Regions from separate parts of the Mus musculus genome. Here region 1 is linked to region 2. A link is a contact called in public HiChIP or PLAC-seq data. All regions are on one chromosome and are shown on one strand. Each heading gives the region's core, a stretch centred on a gene start, on an enhancer-like site or on the middle of the called end of the contact. The rest is flanking DNA. Distances are from core to core; before and after follow the strand shown. Region 1 has its middle 12 kb from the start of Gm13710. Region 2 holds the start of Tfpi (tissue factor pathway inhibitor).

Region 1 (5,939 bases), core at 513-3,012, 46 kb before region 2:
TCCCTGATGACACACAAGGAGCCCAATTTGTACCAATTTGTCCATCTAATATGCAGCATCGTGCCTTATCCCAGCTGTTGCTTTTTGTGGGAAACCTAGGGTGAGGCATCTGGGTTCCTAAGTCATTTGGAACTGATTTTTCTCCTCATCCACTGTGTTCCCTAAGCCTTAGCCCAAGAATTGTCTGTTCTGTCTTTAATGTCACCCTTTTGTTGTGGCTGCCCAGGTATGCTCTCTGGCTGGATTCCACTTCCCTGTTTCCACCCAATTCTGGCCTAGTGCTCAGAATATCAACCTCTCACACTCTTCTTCCTCCGATCCCTGGCTGTTACAGGATACTTGAACCTGTTTCTAGTTAGGGTGTGGCTCAGCCCTTAGCACTTACCTTTGATCCCAAACAATGAAAGTCAAGCTAGTTTGTAGAAGGAAGCACCCATGTTTGAAAGTGAATCAGAGAAAGATCTGACAGAATGCGGAGGTAGGTCCGACTTTCACGAGACAGGAAGCTACTTAAGGGAGAGACAGTAGAGGAAGAAGAGAGTACAGTGAAGGAATACAGTAGAGTTGGTGGAGAGCAGTAGCGTTGAGAGAGGAGTGGCGCAGTACAGAGAGGGAGGAGGAGGCGGATTTGCAGGGTAGAGTTTTACAGAGAACAAGCTAGGCACAGGTAAAGACAGAATGAACCAGAGAATGAGAAGGAGACAGATGATGAGAAAAGTTAGTTTGAGGCAATTCAAAGGCCAAGAGAGAAGCCAGTTTAAATCAGTCAGCTGGGAGGGGAGTTTGAGCCAGAACAGCTGAGTTGAACCAGCCAGCCAGAGTTCAGAAAGAACCAGAAAGGGGAACCTTACTCTGCAGCAAGTCTCAGAGGCTGAAACCATTCTAGGCCTAGATTAGCAGATGGAGGCAGTAAGCCTCCCAGACAACAGCTATAACAGGGGAATAAAAGTTAAGTTGCTTTTACACCTAGGTTTTCTTGGGTTTCTTAGGGCAAGAGGTGAAGGAGTTGGCAGGGCCAATAGGAACAAGTGACTTGGAGCTGAAGAGAGAACTCAGCAAGTAAGAGCCCTTGCTGCTCTTGCAAGAGGTCCCAAGTTTGGTTCCCAACATCCACATGGTAGTTCAGGACTGTCTATATAGACAGTTCCAGGGGACCCTCTACTGGTCTCTGCAGGCACCAGGCACAGTCACAGTGAGCATGTACGCATGAAAGGCAAACACTCACAAACATTAAACAAAATAAAGCAAAAAAGAACTGACGACCCCAAGAAGAAAAGGGAGGAGACCAGCCCCTCTTTAGTTTTCTACCTCATGAGGAATTATTGTGTAAAAACAAAGGCTTGCCAGGAGGGAGATTTGTTTGTGTGAAGAAATGCCTTTGGGATCTGGGGTGGAGGCCTGGCATAGAAAGATCGGCAGCGCACTTAGAGAAGACAGAGGGTACACCATGGACATAGCCATGAACGCGTTCTGAAGGCCTGGCATCCCCACCTGTGCTGTGACATCACACGCTTCTTCCCTAGTGACCCCATTCACTGCCACATTATACAGTCCAATTGTGAGCCGTGTGCGGGTGTTTATCTTTATTGTCGCCCTGGCTGGCCTTGGAACCACTCCCATTTCCTTCTCTCCTCATACGTAGTAGGAAAGGCATACAAGGCACATGCCAAACCATGAACAAAGGTTAACCTGGCACAGTGGAATACGTTAAGCTTTTCCCCTTTCATCCTTGTTTGGTGTGTCTCAATTCTTTTCAACGGTCAGGTACGTACTCTGCCAAGTTTCCACTCCACTCTCTCAAGAACCTAAGAGTCCAGACTGACCTGCCTATCTGACGTGAGGGAGACAAGGTGACTACTGAAACCGTGGAGCAAACACTGGCCTATTCCAGACAAATCCCGGAAACAGTTTCCCGAGTGTAAACAGAAGCAAAGCCTGTGGAATGCAGGCTGAGAGGGAAAGTAGATCTCTGTATTTATTTTGGGGGCAGTCTCTAAAGGGGAAAGGCATGCCTGTAGATTTGACTTTCCCAGAGGTTCAAACCAGCACAAAGTTACCCACAGGGAAAGATGCGGCAGCAAAGGAGTGCTGTGACTGCCGGGGCCGTGGGGAAGAGCAGGGTCTGGAGATGATTAAAGCCAGAATCTCCAGAGAGGAGATTCATTCTAGGTGATGAATCGGAGAATTGATTGTCTTTTCTTATTGAAGGCTACACTAATCAGGAAGAGTGGATCTGTCTGGAGAGGGAACTGTAGTGGAAACAACGTAAAACACGGGGCTCTAGGATCATAGATATAGGCTGTCTCAAAGACAATTAGACCTTTCAGCTGAAGGAATGAGACATACTACACCAAGCTTAGAGTCATCTTAAATGGGTGTGTGAGTTCCGAACTAGTTTTGGTATTCAAGTTTGGTTATTTGTACAAAGGATGAATTTACCTTTCAATAGGCTGTTGTCTTCCCTTGGTATCCGCTAGCCAACTGGGACTTCATTTATTTCTAAAACAGTACAAGGCTCTTTTGGTTTCACCTACAAAAGTGAATGGGCCTCTGTATTTCAAGGTTGCACATTTTCTGTTCTCTTTAAGCAGAGATAAGGACTCCGGGGCTGCGGAATACAATAGGCTATTCTTGTAACTCAGCAGAGCCGGGCACTGTGAGTAATCTCTGCTCTTGACCCTACACCCACCTTGAAGCAGAAACTTGTATCACATCCCCCAAAACAAATCCATTGTAAGAAAGGAATAATGAGTAATGACAACTTTACTGACTGTTTCTTGGGGAGACAGAAAAGATCTCTGTATCCTGTGGAGGTAGTTTTGATTTATAACAAAGCATAATAAAAAATTTCATGAGACATTCATGCTCTTTTTTCTCCTAAGGAGAAAGGTTTCACATTCTTTTCTAGCTTTCTTCTTATTTTGGTATTCATAAGCAAAACATGATGTAATCTTTTAAAAATCTCTCATCCTCCCATCTATCCCTCTGCCTGGCCATTGACAGGCTTTGCCTTTAAGAGGACGGTGAGGTCTAGTGTTTGGGAGAAGAATCAAGAAATTACTAATTCACTTAAAATCTGCTAATAACTCATGATGAGTGGAAACAAGCAATGCCCCACTCCTTGTGGCATTCCCTGATCTTGTCAATATTGGGTTTCCTTTGGACATGGGAACTTTGACTTATACAATATTTTTAATTTATTCTTTGGTAATTTTAAGGGTAATCAATGTATTTTGGCCATATTAGTCTTCCAGTTTCCCCTCCATCTATGGATCTATGGATCCATCCATCCATCTATCCATCATCCATCATTTCATTAAGTGTTATTGAACATTCACTTTATTCAAGGGAAGGCTAAAAACAGTGATAAACAGAACTGATGAAATTCATGTGCACTTGTGTTAAAGGAACAGAGCGGCTATAACTATATAAGAGTATCTAATGGTGGTAAATTCTTTGAAAGCAATTCTGATATTTGGTGAATAACAAAGGCCTTCTTAGTGATGTGACATTTGCTGACTTAAACTTTCAGGCCTCATAAAACAAAATTATAATTGACATCTCCCCAACCTTTCAAATTTGGAATTTTGGAGTCAGCATACTAAAATACATTGTTCAACTCCTATGAGAGATACAAAGGAATCAAACGCAAGATGGTCAGATTTCTTCTATAAAGGGACAGACAATATGATTGCTGGCTTTGTAGGCTTTGAGGGCTCTGTCTGCTGCTTATTACACAGAAAAGGAACACTTTCTGTGTTCATATATATCTTCACAAAAACGGGGGAGCCTGTTCTGCACCTATTAGCTGCAGTTTCCCGACCTTTGAACTAGGTTGAGCTTTAAATTTCTTCAAATTGATATCATCAGCTCTTTTCTTCCATGAGCAGAGCTTCTTTCTGTAAATAATCCTTTTCTTGATCATTATTTTTTCTTAAGATAATTCAAATTACAGTAGTCTAATCTGGAAAATTTATACAGGCTATGTGATGGTAAATTTTGATTTTCAGATTGGCACAGTATTGAATAACCTGAATGGATGTCAATGAGAGACTATTCAGATGAGCTTGCCTATAAGGGCAAGCGTATGGGGGATTATCTTGACTAGTTGAGGATTTATCTGCTGTGAATAACGCTATTCCTGATTATGAATGTGATATGACTACCTGTTTTCCCCTCAATGATGAACTCTAACCTGGAATATTGAGTTAAAACAAATCTTTTCTCCCCTAAATTGCCTTTGTTAGAGTGTTTTTATCATAGCAGCATGAAGTGAAACTGTAGTATTTTGAGTGTGAATGGTCCCCATAGGTTTATATATTTGAACACTTGGTCCCCAGTAGGAGGTATGTCCGTGAGGATAGGCTTTGAGGTTTCAAAAGTCCATGTATTACCAGTTAGCTCTCTCTCTCTCTCTCCCCCTATTCTCTCCCTGTCTTTCTCTCTCTCTCCTTTCCTCCCTTCCTCCCCCCCTCCCTGCCTCTCCTTATGAACAGGGACATAAGCTCTCAGCTACTGCTCCAGTACTTGCCAGCTCCATCTCCAGTGCTGCCATGCTTCCCACCACGATGGTCGTGGACTCACCTTCTGAAACTGTAAGCCACAATAAACTAATTCTTCTATAAGTTAGTTGCCTTGCTCATGATGCTCTGTTAGGTAACTAAAATAGAAACTATGATGTGCTATGAAAGACATGACCTTGTGGCTTTTAAACCATTAGAGCTGTTTTGTGACTGGAATGTGGAAGGGTTTGGGACTTTGAGTTAGGAAAACTCCTGAGTGCTGGAAGAAAAGCTTAAAATAAGCCATTCTGGTGGGAATTTGGAAGTCAAAACCATGCTGAGAGAAATTCAGGCAGTGGGGGCCATGCAGCATATGAGATTTCACAGGGAAACATGGGACTCTACCAGGAACTACTTATGTAATATTTTGGCTAAGTGTCTGGATTTATTCTGCTTATGTCCTGATATCTTGAGTGAAGTCCATTATTTAAAAATAATGGACTGATTTGTTTGGGATAAGAAATTTTCGGAGGAGAGAACATTCAGGCTGGAACTGAAAAAGTGGTTGTGATTGACAGAGAATACCATTTTAGAGGAGCCTCATGTACTGCATTGAGACAGCAAGAAAGCGTTTCTGCAGGTCAGCACACAGAGGGTATACCGGCTGTCCAATAGAGTTGGACTGTATTTCAAACTGGCAACAGAGCTTGCCAATGTTGTAAGCCTTGTCCACATGGTACTGATTTAGAGGTTATAAAAGATTCAAGACTGAGAGTGTCATGGAGATCATCTGAGACTAGGGAATGTGTGCAGAGGGCCTGAGAGAACTTTGCATGAAGCTATGAAGTTGCAACAGAGACTCCAGGATACTGGAGATGCCACAGCCATAGAATATCCATCAAGGAAAGCTGAGGGTGTGAAGTGGAGCAGGTCTAAACATAAGAGAGAAGTTGTGTTTGCCACAGATGGTAAAGCTGGAGAGATGGGGCTACCCAAGCCCTTTGTAGAGTGGTTGACTATTACTTTATAAACCTAAAGGCTGGGTACAGAACTATTAAAGTTTGGTTTTCTTTGGTGTGACCGTCTTGGTCCCCATTTCTTCCATTTTACAATAAGAATGTTTATTCTGTGCCAGTATTTGTTGGAATTATATAACTTGTTTTTATTTATTTTATAGAAGCTTATCTTAGGGTTTCCATTGCTGTGAAGAGACACCATGACCAAGACAACTTTTATAAAGGACATTTAATTGGGGCTAGCTTACAGGCTCTGACACAGTCTATAATAGTCTAAGCAATGTTAAAAGTCTCTCCTGAGATTCTTACAATCTTTTAACTGTAATCCCCTAAGAAATCAAAATAAAAAAGCAGATCACGTACCTCCAACATCATTATCCTCATGGCAGGAAGCACGGCAGTGTCCAGGCAGGCATGGCGC
Region 2 (5,294 bases), core at 792-3,291:
CACACACACACACACACGTGGGGGGGGGGTGAGAGAGCTTTGAAATTCGTAAAAAGTACTTGTGAGTAGGAGCAGAGGAAGTTTGGAGGCCAGCATGGGCTGTGATATGCAGCCGTAGGTATATGTCAATGGAGCCATCTGTCACTTCTGCCAGAAGTAAGGGAAAGGACAACTTTTGGCCGATGGGAACTGCTTTCAAAAGTTCCGGAGGCATGGTGGCTTTTATTTATCCTCCAGAAATCCTTCTGTGGTCCAGCTTGAGCTCATTTCTGTATATTTGGACAGCTGAGAGAACTAATAGTTCCAGCCTTTTGTTGATGATAAAGGGTGATGTAGTGTCTCTCTTCCGTAGCTGCTTCTTAGGTGGAGAGGGTTGTCCTGGCAGGCTAGGAAAGCTGGAATTCCAGAGTTGCAGGCTGGGATGGGGTGGGTGTGGATGTGGAGGTGGGGGTGGGGGTATGAGTGGGGGTGGGGGACAGGGTCTGGTTTGCTGAGTGAACCTAAAGAGAGAGACAAAGAACAATTACATTGGCTTACCAGTGGCAAGGGATCTTCTGAGCAATGACAGATGGAAGCCCTGAAGTTTGCATGAACTGTTTTAAGCATATAAAAAGAGGTTAAAGGTTTAGATAGAATGACCACTGTCTGTGTTCTGCAAGGAAGTACTCATTGTAGCAAAGCAGTTAACAAAAATCTGTAAACAGTTGGAATAGACCTTTGAGCCTTAGCAAAACAAAGCTTGAAAAGTTATTAGCATAATAGGAGCATGAACATTTATTTATCTGTAATAAGACAGAGATTTCTTGTCAGGGAAGAGAACAAAAGAACAGAGGTGTTTTTTTCACAATGATAAGTGCCTTTATTTAGAAAACAACTAAAGAAAATTAACAATTTTGGGCCTGTGACTATGATGTTTTTAAAAAGTTTAGTAGCCAGTGTTTTACCAGGGCTAGATTCATCAGAACTCCACTGAGTGAACCCTGAAGTCTTCACATCGTATACCATCTTGAAAGTCTCATTTTTCACGCACCTTAAATCATTTTCACATACTTTGAATCCCTTCCTCAGACCTTGGCAAGTTGCATAAACTTTAAACTTTTTTTTTTTTTTTAAAATCTGGAAAACTCTAATACTTTGAGGCATAGGTGTTTGATTAGTGAACAAAGTCACAAAAAAGTAAGCTCTTTTGAATAAAGGAACAGCAGAGAGCAAGTTTTGAGTAACAACACGATGGCTTGAGTTTGCTCTCACACTGAAATCTGTTTTTGTGAGTTTATCTTTCTCAGCAGGAAGCCTGTCAGCGAGGCAAACGTGTCTGTGAGCTTGCCTGTCTCAGCTGGAGACCTGAGCTCTGGAAAAGGCAAGGCCTTAGGAAACGGTCTGACTAAGCAGCTGTGTCCCTGAGAAGGCAAGGCCTTAGGAAACGGTCTGACTAAGCAGCTGTGTCCCTGAGGTGAGAGGCTAAGATTTATCAGATTGCTGCTCCCAATCTGATAAAACACGCAGTCAACATCACCCCAGAGGTCTGAGGGTAAATTTGAGCAGGAAGTATAGACCAAATGGCCTCTGGGCCAATTAAGAATGACAGATTTAACTGCCACCTGAACAGTCAGTATGGTGATCTGTTGTGAGCAGAGGTGAACCGAGTTTTGCAGCCACACACACAGGGCAGCGTTAAGTCTTCAGTTAACCACAGTGGGCAGCAATCAGCCCTCAGCCACCAGACCCAGACGGTCTAAGAGATTTTCCCGTGGAACTTGGGAAAACTACCTTAGAGAGGCAGAGTAGGGCAGAATAGGATCCCACAGTGTCCACAGTTTGGGCAGGACCCAGGCCTCGGGTGAGCCTGGGGCAGTGCTTTGCTCCAGGTGAAGTCTGTGGCCGCCCATCTTCTTTCCTGTTACCAGAAGCTGGGTATTGTTGTCTATTAGGGTAAAAGTTTGACAGACTTCCTGGTAGGCACCAGATAGGGAGAGGGCCGTGGCTAGATAATGGCTAGCTTCCTCACCTATTGACTTTGACACAAAAGCTTCCAGGGGAGAATCCTTACTGAGGGACTGGCTCAACAAGGTCAAGACCTGATGAGGACATGTCACACATAGTTTCACAGTTTCATAGTTTCGGACCAATCAACGGCAAACTGACCAACCCTGAAGTGGGGGAGGAAGACTCTTCGAATGCTTTAAAACCTCAGGACTCGAGAGAAGAGACTGGGGTTTTCGGCTTCCCGAGCAACCTTTACAGAGAATCTTTTTCTCCGTGTGTCTGACGCGTGAGTGTGTTCCCCACCCTAAGTAGATGCTTGCCTTTAACTCCTACTTCTCTCTATTGCTCTTCTGAAATTTCCTGCCTTTAATTTCTTTAACTGCCAGAGAAACGGAACCCAATTAAGACCCTCTAAACTATTATTTTTAGACTGTATCACTTTCGGGACCTGTCTCCGGATTTCTTCTGAAGACGGTATAATTTTGGGACCTCATCTCCAGATCTCATTTAAGGACTACTGACTCATCAAGGTAAGAAACCCAAGGGAGATGGTGGTGGTGGTGCGGTGGAGGTGTGCTGGCCAGTCCAGTTGGCCCAACTACAAGGTGTCCAGGTGCATTGCTCAGTGTCAGTCACGATGTCACCGTCGCTTCTGGGCAGAGGTGCTCATTCGGGAGATGGCACAGAAGCAGGAAGCAGACTTCTGCGTTGGCACTCTTGGTGCCCTGCGGGGGCATTCTGACAAATGCCCTTTTATGGTGCCTGCCCACCCTCACTAGTTGTTATCCCTTGCTCTCATCACAACCTCAAACTGAGAAGAAAGGCCAGATGCAGGGGCACTCCTGTAATCCTAGCCCTCTGAGGCAGAGTGAGGTGGGTCTGTAAGTTTCAGTCAGCCTGGTCTACAGTGAGACTAGCCACCGATAAGAAATGAAGTTGTGGTCCAGATATGCCCTCCCACCCCCGGATTGGTTTCTAAGTCTTCTAAGTCTTGGTTTAACTATAAAATATGCCAGAATATTTCAGATACTTATGAATGTCCTCTTCTCTAGCAGTACACATTGAATAACCACACTGTCGATAAAAGTTTTTTAATCGTTTTTAACATCTCAATTTGTCCATGCTATTTTGTCGCAACTTAAGAGTATTCTCTTTTTTTTTTTTCCCCATGAAGTGATTTCCATTTTTACTTTGTTTGTGTTTTGCTTTTGTTTTTTGAAACAGGGTTTCTCTCTGTATAGCCCTGGCTGTCCTGGAACTCGATCTGTAGACCCAGGCTGGCCTCGAACTCAGAGATCCGCCTGCCTCTGCCTCCCCAAGTGCTGGGATTAAAGGTGTGCGGCCACCACCGCCCGGTCCACTTTTACTTTTTATATTATGAATAAGTGGTTAGAGCCACATGATCTAAAGAGTTTAGCATCTTTATTCCAAGAGGAGCCTTATTTATTTTATAAAACCATTTCTGTCAACTACTTTGTACCTAAAAGAAAAAAAAATAATCCTTAAAATGGCCACAGTTTCAAATATGGACATATTATGACATCAGGGAATTTTATATTGAGCAATTCTCCAGAAAATTACACCCTCTGTAACTAAAGTCAAGACCAAGTCAAACTAAGGCCAAGATTCACTATTGGATTGGTCAGTCTCTCAGGAAGATGATGAACCAGAGCCAGGAGCCATGTGTTTGTGTGCTTTCATTTCTGGTTTGTTTTAAAACTGCTTCATGTTCTAATATTCATTCTTCGGGTCCAAAATGGTTTATTTCATTGCTCCCCATACTTAATTTTTGAGCAGGGGAGTCTTTAAAAATATGATCAGCTGGGCAGTGGTGGCACACGCCTTTAATCCCAGCACTTGGGAGGCAGAGGCAGGCTGATTTCTGAGTTCGAGTCAGACCTGGTCTACAGAGTGAGTTCCAGGACAGCCAGCCAGAGGTATACAGAGAAATCCTGTCTTGGAAAACCAAAAAAGAAAAAAAAAAATCAACTGGGTGTGGCCAGATCTCTGAGTTCAAGGCCAGTCTGGTTTATGGAGTTCTAGGGCAGCCAGGCTACACAGGGAATCCTTACCTTGGAAAATTGAAAAAGTAAAACAGGTCAACTTAGTCTCCCCTTCCTCCTCTGCCTAAGTTCAGTGGGTTAATTTAGACTGCAGTATTTGTGTAACAAGTGCCTTTACTGGTTGCCGCATCTCACTGGCTTGCAACACAGTTAAAGAAAAGAAGACTTGGCTAGGCCTTGTGCACTATATAGTATCAATTATCAATTGTCTCATCACCTTCAACGGCCTCTAACTAAAAATGTTTTTACAAATTGATTAATAGCTTGTTTATGAAAGCACAAACAACAATTGCCTAGTTATATTTTGTTCCTAAAAGAAAAATAACCATGCTAGTTAGAAGCTTAAATTAATGGGGCCAGTTATTAGCCCCTCTTACTTGGACTCAAAACACAGAGGCAGGATATTTCAAGATTGGCTACCTCAGCATGAATTCAGGCTCTTTCCAGAACATTCTCATCATTTACAGTAAATCAATGTACTTAGAGCTGTCTTTCTTAACATCATGTGGCAGCTGTTTGAGTCACAGGTATGACATCATAGGATAAGTTAAAGGCGACTCTGAGTGGATCTTTCTATATAGTGAAATTAGATGAAGGAACATTTAGAAAAAGCCCCCTATCTTCTACCCAGCAAGATACATCACACAGATCCCCCTAGACCGGTGCTTCTCAAACTGTGGGTCGTGACCTTGGGGCCGCATATTACATATTTACATTATGATTTGTAACATTAGCAAAATTAGTTATGAAGTAGCAATGAAATATCTTCCGGCTAGAGACCATGAGGATCTGTATTAATGAGTCGCAGCATGACGAAGGTTGAGAACCACTTCCCTAGGCACAGATGATCATATCCTGACATCTAAGTCAATCACCATCAATCACTTATCACCATGATGAGTGCAGATTAAAGCTTTGTTCTTGGGACAGGCATAGGCTAGCCTGTGTCACCACGCCCGGCTTGTATCTTCTCTTGTCAAACCGTTTTGTATTTTCTCTTGTCAAACCACGTATCTCTCCTCGAACACCATTCCCTTCCTCTCCACCAGTAATCTTCAAATACACTTTTTGTTGTGAATGTGACGAGCTTTTAAAATGAATATTGTTTTGTTTATTTCCTGCATAATCACCTACTTGTCATTACCAAGCAGTTTCAAGCTCGAATATATACACTGCTTAGTTATATAATATTATTTTCTTTGGCTAAAATAAACATGAAGGTATATCTGGTCATCTTTGTAATAT

Evidence for each region. HiChIP or PLAC-seq counts read pairs in DNA pulled down with a chosen protein or histone mark.
Region 1: an H3K27ac HiChIP or PLAC-seq map of extraembryonic endoderm stem cells shows a contact between it and region 2. The contact joins the enhancer-like site here to the promoter of Tfpi in region 2. A contact is called at or near these places in 1 of 39 promoter capture datasets (macrophages), 1 of 15 datasets of contacts at CTCF or cohesin (the NIH/3T3 cell line), 5 of 484 Hi-C or Micro-C datasets (the C2C12 cell line, CD4 T cells, the HPC-7 cell line and 1 more), 9 of 115 datasets of contacts at active chromatin or transcription factors (the HPC-7 cell line, bone marrow-derived macrophages, effector CD8 T cells and 5 more) and 3 of 9 other capture datasets (adipose tissue, embryonic stem cells and pancreatic islet).

What each region holds. Positions count from the first base shown.
Region 1 is chr2:84,515,599-84,521,537 of GRCm38.p6, reverse strand. No RefSeq gene overlaps it. Among named protein-coding and RNA genes, the nearest start is that of Gm13710, 12 kb to the right of the region's middle. RefSeq lists an enhancer at 735-3,573. Within about 2 kb of position 1,762, at least 108 of the 459 cell types and tissues checked have an H3K27ac peak or open chromatin away from gene starts, as enhancers often do. A contact at or near this core is called in the NIH/3T3 cell line, adipose tissue, embryonic fibroblasts and 3 more, where this site is marked.
Region 2 is chr2:84,470,921-84,476,214 of GRCm38.p6, reverse strand. Tfpi (tissue factor pathway inhibitor) reads left to right here and starts at 2,041. Exons shown (of 9, transcript NM_011576.1): 1 at 2,041-2,272; 2 at 2,416-2,516.